Regions from separate parts of the Mus musculus genome. Here region 1 is linked to region 2. Evidence: chromatin contacts called from public promoter capture Hi-C data. All regions are on one chromosome and are shown on one strand. Each heading gives the region's core, a stretch centred on a gene start, on an enhancer-like site or on the middle of the called end of the contact. The rest is flanking DNA. Distances are from core to core; before and after follow the strand shown.

Region 1 (2,700 bases), core at 4-2,503, 890 kb after region 2:
GGGACCAGTTGCCTCTTGAGACTTTAACAGCAACATCCATTCTACCTTTGATAGTGGTACTAGCATTGCTCTCAATAACCACTTTATCAAGCTCATATCCAGGTATGACAGATAATTTGGCTACAGCAACAGAGCAGTGGACCATTTAGGTCCACACAGTCCTCTAAGGTCCACATGGCCTCCAAAGAATAAGAAACTCTGGACCACCTACCCCAGCAAGAGTAGGAGAGGAAGAGAGCCCTTGGCTGTTTAGGGAGACCCTGCCATAACTCAGGCTCCACAGCACTGAGCATCTCTGCTCACAGTTTCCATCCTAACCCCCAAAAGAAGAAGGGGTTTTTAAAGAAGCCCTCAGACAGTCTTAATAAAGACCACTGGGGTGGTTAGGGGACATCTATTGATCTTTGTCTCACTGCTCTGCCTCTGCCTCAGGCAGGTTGGTGCTTTGCATTATCAAGCTGACACCCAACAGAACCCAACTTAGACTCTACAGACTCAGCAATCCAGCAAAAAAAGGAGCTCATGTCCAAAGGTTAGAAAAGGTCTCAGACAGGGATCCCATGCCCCCGTCTCTGAACATCCTGATTGCTGTGGCCAGGGTGTGGGCCACACAAACTGGCCCTAAGAGAAGCAAGGTCAGACCCACATGATCTGATGGTTCTCCAAAGAAAGTCACAGTGCTGCAACCAGAAAGAGGATTCTGAGCATCATGGATGCGTTGAGTTTGGGTTGGTACAGCATTTGAATACCCAATGGTCTCAAGTTGGAATGAAATGTTGAGAAATTACACAAGGACTCTCTTTGGGATTAGGTGGGGGAGGGCATTAGAGGACCAAGGATATGTCTGTAAGCCTGAAACACCCCACCAATTCCATGGTGCTAGAGGAAACTCCCTTGATAAGAAGCTGGGCACGGACAATAGTTTGGTTTTGTTATTATTTGAGGACTAAGGAGAGCTTAGTTAGCATCTGGGACCCTGGAAAAGAAAAGCCTGAGGCTAGGAGTGCTCTGGAAAAGCAAACCTAGACCTTGAGGGTTTAGGCATCTTGTTATCCTGGGCTCCCCAGCCCTGGTCTCATCCCTCACTCTTAACTTGTTTTGCATTCGACATCTCTTGGTTGCTTTCTCTAAGGAGCAACAGCCTTCAAAGTTACATCAGTATCTTACAGCGTGGCTGGCCGAGTGGGCGGATCCCAAATTGAACTCCGGCCTCCAATGGCTTGAGGATGTGATGACTGTGGGGCGGAGGCTTCACCCAGCCCGGGGCCTTGAGCCCGGGCTAGTGAGCCGGCCTACAGAAGGGCGAGAGAACCAGCTAGGTTCCGCCCCGGGGACTGCCCGCCTCCTTTTTAAGCGCCTCCCGCCCAACCTCAACTCCCTCTGGCTTTGCTATGCTCCTTCCTTCCCCGCCTTCCTTGTCTCCCCGACTGCGCTCGTTCCTGTGGCCATCCCGCAGCGCCAGTCCAGGTGCCATGGCTGCTATGTACCTCCCCGGCCTGCGGTGAGTGACCCATAGCCCGGGGCCCACTCCGCGCTCCACCTTCCGGGCTTCCTCCGCTTGTTTCCCATCCTAGGAAGAGACTGGCAGGGTGGCTATTAATCAGTGTGGGTCTCACGGTGGTGCATCCCCCCCCCCCTCCGCATTCCCATCCCCAGCCATGCCAGGTTTCCTAGCCAGCCTCTGTGCTCTTCTGTCCCTCCCTGCGGCTTGTGTGCTGTTCTAGCTGCCACTCGCAACCTCCTCCCCCTTCTCCTTTGCCTTCCTGAGCCCTATCTCTGCAAATGCTCTACTTAGCAGATGTAATTCTTTCAGACCAAGGGCTCCTAGTCCAGCTTTCAGTGTGTGAGTAACCATTAAGGCCTTGAGGCCATAGGGTTTGAGGCCCCGGGGACCCGAGCTCAAAGCTCCCTAAAGACGGTAGAAGGTAAACATCACTTGCAGCCTCCCTGAGAACAGAACGGAACCTGGCACGAAGCCCAGTGAAGCCTCTGGGGACTAGGGGGGGAGGGAGACAGGGAGGGAGAGAAGGAAGGAAGCAAGCAAGATGGGAGGAGGGCAGACTGCCTTTTTAACTTGGCCGGCTTCCCCCAGTAGGTCCTGGACCCCAGGCTTGTCCTGGCTGGCTCCCCCTGCCCCACCCCCCATACAACCGGGCCTCTTCTCCGTATACCCCTCTCTCCATGGTCTAGGATGTAAAAGAGTCTAAACTGACTCCTTATCTCTTCTTCGCAGTTTACTTGGTTAATCCATGTGAGAGTGGTCTATGAAGGATAGAGAGAAGGTCCCTCTCAGGGGCGTGCAGGAGAATTGGGGTGGGGCTGGGAGAAGCTGTGCTTCCCATAAGACAACTGGAGCCAATACCTGGGGATCAAAGCTTTCAGGATCATGCATTTAAAATTAATTTCTCAGGGAAACTGTCATGTGCAGAAAAACACACAAAGAGACCTACCTTGCTGTGCCCCCACCCCCTGGGGCCACACAAAGTATGCTGCCTTTTTTGTCTTCTGGAAAACACCCCACCCAGGCCCAAACTCCCACATCCAAGAGCTTTCTCTTCTCCCTTCCCAGGCAATGTAGCCTGTGTTCTCAGGTTCTGACCCTACCATCAACCCCTAAGGCTTCTAAGGAGAGCCAGGGAATGCACAGGCCCACACCATCGAGGCCTACTATGGGTTTCTGGCAGGTGAGGCCTGGCATGT
Region 2 (2,700 bases), core at 169-2,668:
TATAGGTGCTTATTTCTGGAAAAACTAAGACCACCCTACCACCCTTCTAACGGGTAGGGCAGGACCCCCTTAATCTCCTTTCCCCTCCCACCCCCAGCCCCACCTGTGTCATCTAACCAAGTCTCCTTGGTCTGTGTTAAGAGCCAGCCTGACCCCTAGCTAGGTTGCTCACGATGGGTAAGTTAGTGAGAAAAGGAAATAAATAAAAACCAAAAAAACAAACAAACAAACAAAAAAAAACAAAAAAGAAAGAAAATAAAAGAACCCAAAAAACCAATTAAACAAAATAACTTAATTAAAACAAGAAAAACACGAACCAAATAAATAAACCCAACAAAGAAATAAAAAAATAAATTATAAAAATAAAAGATTAAAGAAGAGGTAGAAAATAAAAGAATAAACTAGGAATATGACAAATGTTCCAGGTACCATCTCACACCTGGGATCTTCAGTTCAGCCAATCGCACCTCACTGTGTACTGTATCTAGTCAACCGCCGTCCAATCAGAATGAGCCCTCCCTGCTAGGCGCTGTGCAATTGGTGGGGGGTTGGGTTGGCAAAAAAGGTGGGCGCACGGCGTGGTAGTCAGCGTGGCACTGCCAGAGTCCTCCCAGGGGCGCAGGGGGGGCGGGAGGGAATCGTGTGGGGGGACGCTGCCCAGTTTCCAAGATGTCAAAACAGTTCACTGGCGATGGCCAGCCTCAGCGAGGGGCAGAGGGGGGAATGGGGGCAGAGCATCAGTCCTGGCCCTGTAGGGCATCATCTTGCAGTCCCTGATGAATGAGCAAGCGGCCTGTGAGCGGCAGGAATGCTCCTTGCCTTTCTTTCATGAGGCAGGCAGGACCCTATGTCCACCAGTGACAAGCTGCAGCAGTGCCACTAGCCAACACTTGGGATCCAGGTGACAACTCCAAAGTCCCTTCCTCCTCTGAGTGTAACTGGGGAGAGGTCCTGTCACCGAGCAGGATCATGGAGCCTCTGATGAAGGTAGCCCGGGGGTGGCAGTAGTCAATTTCCCCAGGACCTGGTACACATTCAGCAGCAAGCTCAGAGTATGTCTTCCGGTTTGTCGTTGGCACCTCCTCAGGGACTGCAGCTGAGACAGTGGTTCCGGTTGGGTGGGTGAGTGAGTCCCTGCCTCCAGGGATGGAGGAGAAGCTGAAGCGACCGACACGATGCTGCCCTTCACCATGGACAGCAGGGACCAAAGGAAAGTCCATCTGAAGAGCAAGTGGTGACACGCGGGCTGGGCTGCCATCAGCTTTAAGCCCCTGGGTACAGACCCCCAGACTTCTCTGCAGGGTTTCTAGTCAACAAAGCTTAGGCCACCGGCCCCACTCAAGTGTTTACAGCTCGGCACTGTCGTCATAAACATCTGACTCTCTTAGGTTTCTTGGTCCCTAGATGGGGATCCCAACAGTCTGTAGCAAACAAGGCAACCCACAGTCTCTGACAGGTAAGGGCATGTGGGCAGGCACCCCAGCACTGGCACAACTCTTCTTGGGGTGTCCCGAGTAGGGCGATGATTCAAGTCCACCCCTTTCCAAATGCTTCTTGTTCTCAGTACAAGTCTCTCCAGAACAGTGCTCGTCTCAGCCCCGATGTAAGCAAGAAGGGAGGCGGGGCCCATCACAGACGCCCACAGACACGCCCCTCTGGCCAAGACACCGGGAGCACACTCGGCTCTGATTGGGCGGCTCGGTAGCAGCGGGTGGGTCCAGAGGTAGAGGCGGCATCAGCGATTGGCCAGTTGGGCAGGGTTATATTTTACGGGCGGATTACCGTACATGAGGTACTTGGACAAAGTTTTACGGGGAAGAAGGACCTTGTAATAAATAATATTCTGCACATCAAATCACTTTCACCGGCCCCCACCCCCGCAACACACACCAGAGAAAGGCTACACACACAACAGCCCCTCCCACCCTGTAATAATACCACTCCCAAACCCAGCTAATTCTATTTCTTTAAGGGTCAAGAAGACCTCGCTGGCTCCAATGGGGGAAGCCTCTTGAACTGGGTATAGGAAAAAGTGGTAATATTTGTGCCAACAAAACAAAACAAAACCTAAGAGGGCCTTGTGGTTCACCCCTTGGATTTCTAAGAAGCTACACTTCCGTAATTAGACCACTGGGGGGCAGAAGAGCAACAAAAATTCCTCAGCATGGCTGACTCGGTAAGAGACCCAAAGCCCCACTAGGTGGCGACAAGTGCCATTAAGCTTTTAAAAAGGAGGGAAAGCTCAAGGAGTTAGCTTCACAGAAGCTTCAGCAGCAAGAAAGCTGCACTTGGGTTTTTTGGTTTTTCTCTCTCTCTCCTCTCTCTCTCCCTCGCCTCCCTCTCCCCCCTCTCTCTCTAAAAAAAAGGGCCATTAACAGACTTCCAAATTAGGAGCCTGGTCTATATCACTGCTTCATGTAGGGAAAGGAAATCAAAGACCTTGTCTGTTATCACAAGGGGCATCCCTTGCTAAACCAGCGAATTCTCCCTTGCCCTATCCTGATCCAAGGATAGCCTTATCCCCTTTAGGTCATCCCACTGTGTAAGAGGGATGGCTGAGATGGTCTATTCTCCCTAGGCCCACGCTCGGCCCACCCTCCCCAACAGGTGGCTTGGCTAGTTACCTCTTTCTTTTCCTCTTCTTCAGCACCACCCTCTGGGCGCTCATCATTGCTGACTTGGTCTGCAACAGGCAGAGGA

What was found. Promoter capture Hi-C pulls out the DNA fragments that hold promoters and counts their contacts.
Region 1: a promoter capture Hi-C map of the C10 cell line shows a contact between it and region 2, with 2.7 times the contacts expected there. The contact joins the promoter of Pck2 here to the promoter of 4930579G18Rik in region 2. A contact is called at or near these places in 7 of 39 promoter capture datasets (the 3T3-L1 cell line, the C10 cell line, cranial neural crest and 3 more), 1 of 484 Hi-C or Micro-C datasets (B cells), 3 of 115 datasets of contacts at active chromatin or transcription factors (astrocytes, cardiomyocytes and pancreatic cancer cells) and 1 of 9 other capture datasets (adipose tissue).

What each region holds. Positions count from the first base shown.
Region 1 is chr14:55,539,013-55,541,712 of GRCm38.p6, forward strand. Pck2 (phosphoenolpyruvate carboxykinase 2 (mitochondrial)) reads left to right here and starts at 1,254. Exons shown (of 10, transcript NM_028994.3): 1 at 1,254-1,501. The coding sequence starts at 1,473.
Region 2 is chr14:54,649,093-54,651,792 of GRCm38.p6, forward strand. 4930579G18Rik (RIKEN cDNA 4930579G18 gene) reads left to right here and starts at 1,419. Exons shown (of 6, transcript NR_038053.1): 1 at 1,419-1,456; 2 at 1,973-2,176; 3 at 2,648-2,700. Acin1 (apoptotic chromatin condensation inducer 1) reads right to left here. Exons shown (of 19, transcript NM_023190.3): 9 at 2,625-2,700.